Linked DNA regions of Macaca mulatta: region 2 is linked to region 1. Evidence: chromatin contacts called from public Hi-C data. All regions are on one chromosome and are shown on one strand. Each heading gives the region's core, a stretch centred on a gene start, on an enhancer-like site or on the middle of the called end of the contact. The rest is flanking DNA. Distances are from core to core; before and after follow the strand shown. Region 1 holds the start of TMEM147 (transmembrane protein 147). Region 2 holds the start of RBM42 (RNA binding motif protein 42).

Evidence for each region. Hi-C and Micro-C count contacts between places; a contact is called where the count stands out from the background.
Region 2: a Hi-C map of fetal cortex germinal zone shows a contact between it and region 1, with 2.0 times the contacts expected there. The contact joins the promoter of RBM42 here to the promoter of TMEM147 in region 1. A contact is called at or near these places in 2 of 14 Hi-C or Micro-C datasets (cortical neurons and fetal cortex germinal zone).

The regions. Positions count from the first base shown.
Region 1 is chr19:46,808,042-46,812,095 of T2T-MMU8v2.0, reverse strand. TMEM147 (transmembrane protein 147) reads right to left here and starts at 1,946. Exons shown (of 7, transcript NM_001194024.2): 1 at 1,731-1,946; 2 at 1,590-1,659; 3 at 968-1,027; 4 at 746-882; 5 at 525-609; 6 at 315-436; 7 at 32-231. The coding sequence starts at 1,807. The coding sequence ends at 108. GAPDHS (glyceraldehyde-3-phosphate dehydrogenase, spermatogenic) reads right to left here. Exons shown (of 11, transcript XM_001095332.5): 8 at 4,017-4,054; 9 at 3,686-3,848; 10 at 2,537-2,634; 11 at 2,228-2,449. The coding sequence ends at 2,377. LOC144329402 (a long non-coding RNA gene) reads left to right here and starts at 1,990. Exons shown (of 3, transcript XR_013410509.1): 1 at 1,990-3,400.
Region 2 is chr19:46,887,662-46,891,837 of T2T-MMU8v2.0, reverse strand. It overlaps RBM42 (RNA binding motif protein 42), which reads right to left and starts at 1,817. Exons shown (of 10, transcript NM_001194049.2): 1 at 1,566-1,817; 2 at 1,174-1,327. The coding sequence starts at 1,693.

The sequences.
Region 1 (4,054 bases), core at 697-3,196:
CAAGAGAGAGAGAAATGGAGGCAGCAGCAACTTTCCAAATACTGTTTACTTCACTAAAACCTGAAGCGAGTCAGGGAAAGGGTACATCAGTATCTGAGACACCAAGCCTAGGAGTGCACATTGACAACGGCGACGTACAGGGCCAAGGTGCTGAGGGCCAGCAGCCCCGTTACCACTGCTCGGGCCAGTAGGGCTGTCCAGCTGCCCAGTGAGCAGAGGTGGACGAAGGTCCTGCAGGAAAATGTCACCATGAGGGAGGGAGACTAGATAACCCACCCCACTTTGGACCCAGCCCTAAACCCCACCCAGCTCACTCCATCACGAAGGCCTTGTAGACACTGAGGAACATCAGTAGGAGGACAGCCGGCCGGAAGGTGTGGTACAGATCATAGCGTGTTATCATCCAGACCTGAGCAGATGCGACGATGTAATGGACCTGGAGGGAGGCGGAAAGTTGGGGCCAGGCCTCGATAGGAGTATGGCCGCCAGCAGAAATGTGTGTGTGGGAGAGCAGGACTGCCTACCAGACTGATGTTGGAGTCTATGCTCATCTGGATGTACTTCCAGTCAAACTCAATGCCCCGGGCTCCGACCCATAGGGGAATGCAGCTGAGGAAGGCAAAGGATGGGATTCTCCAGTACCCAGACACCTTCAGTACCAGGCTGTGAGCCCCTGCCCTCCAGCACCCCCGTGGAACCCAGGTGTCCCTTCTCAGGTGTCTGGGTTCCAGGCTGCTGCACGCACCGGGACATAATAAGCTCAGCGGTGGCCCAGCCCAGGGCAGCAACCATGATCTTGTACTCCCCCTTGCCGGCATTCCGGGACATGACAAGGTTTAGACCTATCAGGTCTGCCACATCCACGCTGGCCTTCATGAACTCCTGCGGGTCAGGTTGAGGCTTAAGTAAGCACAGGGGACAGGGAGCCCCGCTCCTGCATGCCCTGCCCTTCCCTGGCCCCTCTCACCCCAATGAAGTCATAGATGCCGCCTTCCCAGGTGGGAAAGAAAGTGGCCAAGAACAGCATCTGAGAAGAGAAAGCAGAAAGAGGTCACTTCAAGGTGAGGGGATCAAGATAAACCACGTGGGATTTGTGGGAAGTTCGTGGGTATGAGGAGGGCAGGACAGGTTCTGGGGACCCATCTGGAAGAGGAACCACCAGATGGTGGCAAGATTACAGGAATGGGGGAGATAGAGGATAGGTCCCCGGGTCCCCGAGGGGGCTGGAAGTTGGAGTTCTGGGTGATCACAGGGCATCTGAGTCAGGTTTGAAGGTGCTGCTCCTTGGGCAGTGTTAACAGCATGTAGGGAATCAGTGATCACTCTTAATCGCACCAAAAAAAAAAACACCTCTTAGCCAACCACACTACTGACGTTTTCTCAGTTTTACTAAGTGCGACGCAAAAGTTGCTTTTAGGCCTCTTCTCAGGTCGTGCCCTCTTTAAAGTCTATCCTTTCTAGGTATCCTGACGCCTCCCTACGCTGAGTCCCGAGGGCGGTCCCACCGTGGCGGGGGATACGCAACGGGGGCGGGTCCCTGGGTCTGCAGAGCCTGGGGGCCAGAACACGTGGATTCCGGCGGCCCTTACCTTGCAGAGTTGGACAAAGAGGTAGGTGACTCCAGCCTGGACGCATTTCCAGAAGGCGTTGTACTCGGACCTGGAGAAGCGGGAGGTGAGGCTCGGCCCGGGCCCCGCGCCCTCTCCGCCCCGCGCCCTTCCCGCACTCACAGGCCGCTGCACTTGTAGGTGATGAAGTAGGGGAAGTAGGCGAGAGCGAAGCAGTTCCCGAAGTGAAACAGGGTCATGACGCTGGCCGCCCGGTCCCGCCCGCGCGGGGATCGCGAGGCGGCGTCTCCGGCAGCGGGTCTCCGGCTCCGCCGGTACTTTCGCCACGGCCAGGGCCTGGCGCCCACCTGACTGGCGGGGGCCAGCGCGCGACCTTCTGGGATCAGTAGTCTCGGCGCGGGGCGTCGCGCCCAGTGACGTCAGAGCGCCCGTGGCCGGGCCCGGTTGCCAGCGCTCCCGGCCCAGCGCTGTGGGGAGTGACTTCCGGCCATGCGGGACCTCTCCCGCTGCCATCGCTGTCCCCGTCTCCCGAAGTGGAACCCGGCTTGACGTCAAGCGCGACCCCTCGCCCGTGGGCGCAGGCGATCGAGTAAGGGTGGGGCGGGCCTCAAACCCGGATCAGAACCCGCCGTGACCGGCGCAGAAATACGGGACGCAGCTGTGAGCACTGTTTTTTATTTCACCATGGACCCAGCGGCGTGGGGCGTCCGCCCCGGGTGCCCTTCCTCCCCCGGGCAGCCAGATGCAGGAACGGGAGGCACATGTACCGGCCCTGGCCCCTGGGAAGGAAAGAAGGGACCTTTCCGTTTCACTTGTCTCGGCTGAACATGTAGCGGAGGAGGTCGACCACCCGGTGACTGTAGCCATATTCGTTGTCGTACCTGTGGAGGAGGGATTGGCAGGCTCAAGGGGGTTCCTTCCGACCACCCCTTAGTTCCCCTGCAAGTCTCCAGCTCCTTTCCCCTTACCATGAAATGAGCTTCACGAAATTGTCATTGAGCGCAATGCCGGCCTTAGCATCGAAGATGGACGAGTGGCTATCACCGACGAAGTCCGTAGAGACGACCTGGGCGTCAGAATTTCAAAGATAAGTGTGTCCGGCAGAGCAAGGACTTCCAGGAGCTGACAGTGCTCTTAGCTCTATCGCCCATCCATGCATTCATCTATTTTTGATGCAGCCCTACTGTGTTCAGTCTCTGGGGACAGGGACCAAGGCACTCTACTGGGGTCTGACCAAAGGGCACAGGTCACAAACACCCTCATGCTGTACCAGTACATCCCTTTCCTAGGAATAATGCAAGCATTTGAAATGGGCCAGTATGGAGGGCCTCTCTGAGGGGTGGCCATGAGCCTGAGTCTAGATGACTAGGAAGATCTCACTGGCTCTGGCCCTCAACACAGCGTCTGAGGTGGAAGGAGCTGCAGGAACGGAGAACCTGAGGGTTTTAGCCCTAGTGTCAGGAAAGGCCACAAGAGTGTTTTCACTCCTGAAAATGGGTGATGCAGTGTGATTCCATTAAAACAAAAGATCCTGGCGACTGTGGGAAAGTGGACCTGCAGGAGTTAATGCAGGGAGACAGCACCAAGGTAGATGTACGGGGTCCACCATGACCATGGCATCCACTCCTCACAGAGAAGGCACCTGGCCATGGCCTGGCCCTGAACAAGTATTGAAAAAAATGAGAACTGTTGTCTTTTGTTCACTAAGCATGTATTGGTCACCTGCTGTCTGCCAGGTTGGAGCCAGAAAAGTGAAAACGCAGCCCCTAAATCCCTGTTTTCTTGGAATGCACACACCATTGGGATCAACAGTGACTGACAAGAAATTTCAGGTGAGGAATAGGGCCACAGAAAGAACATCTTTTGAGGGGGTGCCTTGCTGAAGAGGGAGGTTGAAGTAGAGACTTGGAGGAAGTAAGGACAGACTGTGTGGTCATCTGGGGGGGGCAAGCATTCCAGACCAAAGGAACAGGAAGTGCAAAGGCCCTGAGGCAGGGAGATCTCCCTTCCCGCCCTGCAGTTTCTGTCTTGACACATTGAGAGCAGCTCCCTGGCAAGTGGAAATCATGTCCCTCCCCAGAGGGCTCCTCCCAGGGTCTCCTCTCCTCAGCCCCTACCTCATCCTCGGTGTAGGCAAGGATGCCAGCCATGGGCCCCTTGGCTGCTGCTTTTATAGCCTCCTTGATGGCTGAGTAGGGGGCAGGCTGGGCGAGACGGCAGGTCAGGTCCACAACAGACACATCCGGGGTTGGTACCCGGAATGCCATCCCTGTCAGCTTCCTGGAGAATCCCCCATGAAGAACAGGAGTCAGAACTTAGGGACGTTGCCCTCCAATCCCCCTTGCCCTGTGGCCGGGCCAGGCTCCTGCTTTCCCCTTAAGGACTGAGGGCCAGTCCAGTCCTCCCGGGGTATGCCCCCACCCTGGTTGCGGCTTCTTGTCCTCATACCCTTTGAGCTCTGGGATGACTTTGGTCACGGCTTTCGC
Region 2 (4,176 bases), core at 568-3,067, 80 kb before region 1:
TTTCGTCTTCCCCACAGCACTTAGCACCGACTGCAACTGTGTCCAACCTCCTCCCCATCTAACATGCACAACCTCCATCCAAGCCACCATTAGCTCCTGTCTAGATTACCGTACTAGCCCCTTCCTCCATCTCCTGGCTTCTGCCCTTGTCTTTTACAGTCTATTCCTTTTTTTTGAGATGGAGTCTCGCTCTGTCGCCCAGGCTGGAGTGCAGTGGTACAAGCTTGGCTCACTGCAACCTCCGCCTCCTGGGTTCAAGTGATTTTCCTGCCTCAGCCTCCTGAGTAGCTGGGACTACAGAAGTCCGCCGACACGCCCGGCTAATTTTTGTATTTTTAGTAGAGATGGGGTTTCACCATGTTGGCCAGGCTGGTCTTGAACTCCTGACCTCGTGATCCACCTGCCTTGGCCTCCCACAGTGCTGGGATTACAGGCAAGAGCAACTGTGCCTGGCTGCCAGGGTTCTTAAAATGGCTGTAAGGCTCTCCAAGATTTGGCCTCACCTCTCTGTCCTTATTTCCTCCCACTTTCCTCTTTGCTCACTCCACTGTCACTGGTCTCCTCGCTCTGTCACCAGTCTCAAGTGCAGTGGTGCAATCTTGGCTCACTGCAACCTCCGCTTCCCAGGTTCAAGTGATTCTCCTGCCTCAGCCTCCCAAGTAGCTGGGACTATAGGCGCGTGCCACCACACCCAGCTAATTTTTGTATTTTTAGTAGAGACGGGGTTTCACCATGTTGGCCAAGATGGATCTCCTGACCTTGTGATCTGCCTGTCTCAGCCTCCCAAAGTGCTGGGATTACAGGTGTGAGCCACCGCACCCAGCGCCCAGCCTATTCTCAATAATTTCTCTCTTTCTCTACTAGTCATATATAGCTGGCTACTGAGCACTTGAAATGTGACTGAGAATAACGAACTATTAAATATGAATTTAAAATATATCAGAACATTCTCATCATTGCAGAAAGCTCTACTGGACAACATGCTCTAGAATATAAGCGCCCAAAGGGCAGAAATGTCTCCCTCAGTCATTACTGTGTTCTCAGTGCCTGGCACATAAAATATTTGTCATGCTAATTAGTCAACAAGCTAAAACGTCAACAGCTCTCTACACAAACACCTACCGTGTTCGAGGCATTGTGTTCCCTAACTTATATGCCTTAGCTCAGCCGTACCTGCTGGTATGTGTTGGTCGCGATAATTGGACGGATCACAGGAGCCGCTGGGACCTGCATCGCTTCTACCGTGGGGACCGTGGGGACCGTGGGCACCGCAGGCACAGCAGTTGGGATTCCGGGTACTGGAGCCCCCAGAACTTCCTGCTCAAACCTGGAGGAGAAGAACAGACACCAGCGCTCAGGACCTCGTACCAATTTTGTAACTCTGGGTATATCGCGAGGGGACCCTCACCCCTGCCAACCTCTCCCCTATCCCCGCCCCCACAATCCCGAAGGTCCCACTTCCCCATGTTAGAGCCGTATCTCTGGCCTATCGAGGCCTGGAGGCTCCGGGATTCGGTGGCTCTGGCTCTGGGACGACTTTTATTACTCCCTGTCGCGGGCCTTACAGGGCCATCTCCGCCTCCATTTCCTTCAAGCGTTCCTCGCCGCTCTTGCCCGGGATGCCAGCGCCAGGACCCGGGACCACGGGTCCTCCTGCACCCGGGAGTCCCGGGGCTGGCCCCGCCCCAGCCATCGCTGCCGCCGTCGTTGTCGCCGCTACTACTGTCTCAGCTTAGCTGCCGCCGCTGGTTCTGCTGTCTACTCTCAGCCTTCGTCTGGGTGGGCTCCCGACGATGACGTCCAGCGAAAGCGACGGGCGGTGGCGCATGACGTCATACGTTCGGACGCGAGAGCCAATGAGATTTTTCCACACCCTCAGGGGACTACAGGCCAATCAGAGTGAGAGAAGGACACAAGAACGCAAGAACCTGGGCCTATGAGAGCACAGCGAAGAGAGGCGGCCCCGCCTTCCTGGCGGCCCACGGGCTAATGAGAGCGAAGCAAAGTCAGTTGGGCCCATCCCCAATGTGGAATCTGGACCTTTGAGAACGCAGGAAACTTCGGAGGACCGTCCTGTGCCACCGCGGAGCCTGCGCCGGAAGTTTAAAAAGACGCTAAAGTCTGCGTCAACCCCAGGATTGGGCAAGGCTGGGAGGCCTGGGGTCCCCAGGTTGACACCCGACCTGTGGTTCCCACGAAGACCAGAGACGCCCAGGAGGAAGCGCCTGACCCGGGCTTCCTGGACGACAGCTGAAGACTTTTGAGGAGGCTGTTCAGTGTGGGAGTCAAGGCCCAGAGACTAGTGCAACTCAGAGGAGCACGTCCGTGGGCTTGGTCCCTGTCCTTTCTTGGGCCACAGCTGACCCTTTTTTTTTTTTTTTCTTTTTATCCCCGTAGCCCTCACAAGTGTTTTATTCTGAGTATTTTCAAACATGCACATTAGGGGGAATAGTATAACGAACTCTTAAGTACCTCTCAAACGCTACCAATATTCAACACGTCTGGATTTCACTTGATCTATTCTTCTCTTTGTCACGCGCGTCCGTGTGAAGAGAGCACCAATTGGGCAGACTTTGTGTGGGCAACAAGGCTGTTTATTTCACCTGGGTGCAGGCGGACTGAGTCCGAAAAAGGAGTCAGCAAAGATTGGTGGGATTATCATTAGTTCTTACAGGTTTGGGATAGGCGTACAAAGTACATTCTCAAGGGCGGGGAGAATGTTACAAAGTACCTTAAGGGCAGGGGAGAATGTTACAAAGTACCTTTTTAAGGGCAGGGGAGAATATTACAAAGTACCTTCTTAAAGGTGGGCGGAGAATATATCGTTTCAGTTAGGGTGGGGTAGGAACAAATCACAATGGTGGAATGTCATCAGTTAAGGCTATTTTCACTTTTGTGGATCTTCAGTTGCTTAAAGCCATCTGGATGTATACCTGCAGGTCACAGGGGATATGATGGCTTAGCTTGGGCTCAGAGGTCTGACACTCTTATTTTGTATTTTAATTTTAATTTATGTATTTGTTTTGAGACAGTCTCGCTGTCACCCAGGCTGCAGTGCAGGTGCCATCTCAGCTCACTGCAACCTCCACCTCCCAGGTTCAGTCTATTCTCCTGCCCCAGCTTCTGGAGTAGCTGGGATTACAGGCTTGTGCCTCCATGCCTGGCTCATTTTTGTATTTTTAGAGGAGATGGGGTTTCACCATGTTGACCAGGGTGGTCTCAAATTCCTGACCTCAAGTGATCTGTCCACCTCAGCTTCCCAAAGTGCTGGGATTACAGGCGTGAGCCACCATGCCTGGCCTTTTATTTTTGTTATTATTTTTTGAGACAGCCCAATCAACCTTTCCCCTAATAGTTTTAGTAGCCCTTCATCATCATTACTTGTATCCATCACTTAATTAATTCATGGCAAATAGTGGTTTTTGAATTCTAGTATTTTCTCTGAAGTTATTAGTTGTGATTCTTCCATAAATAACCTCTTCATCAGAAATTTGGTTACTTAGGCCGGGCACAGTGGCTCACACCTATAATCCCAGCACTCTGGGAGACTGAGGCAGGCAGATTATCTGAGGTCAGGAGTTCGAGACCAGATTGGCCAACATGGCGAAACCCAGTCTCTAGTAAAAATACAAAAATTAGCTGGGCATGGTGGCACGCTCCTGTAATCCCAGCTACTTGGGAGGCTGAAGCAGGGGAATCACTTGAACCCAGGAGGCACAGGTTGCAGTGAGCCAAAATCTCACCACTGCCCTCCAGCCTGGGCGACAGCACGAGACCCTGTCTCAAAAAAACAAACAAGCAAACAAAAAAATTGGTTACTTGTACGTATAAGAAAAATAGAGAACATGCTTCTTTTATATATAAAATTTTTCAAAATAATGAATGGGTGCCTAGTATTCTTCAAAGGTGATTTCAATGAGGTATATGAGTATCAACATGAACTTACAGATTCAGGCATATTTGATGTGCTTCAAACCACTGTGGTTCTTTTTACTGCTCAACATGCCCCACCTTTGGCCAGTGAGAGCCGTTCAGACTGGCTCCTGAGTTCCTTTGACTTGGCCACAGTAGTCTTGGAGGACTTCTTTGCTTCCTGGCACAAAATATCCTGTACACATTTTGCACATTTCTTGCCCCAGACCTAGAATCAGCTGTTTTCACAAGAGTCCCTAGTTC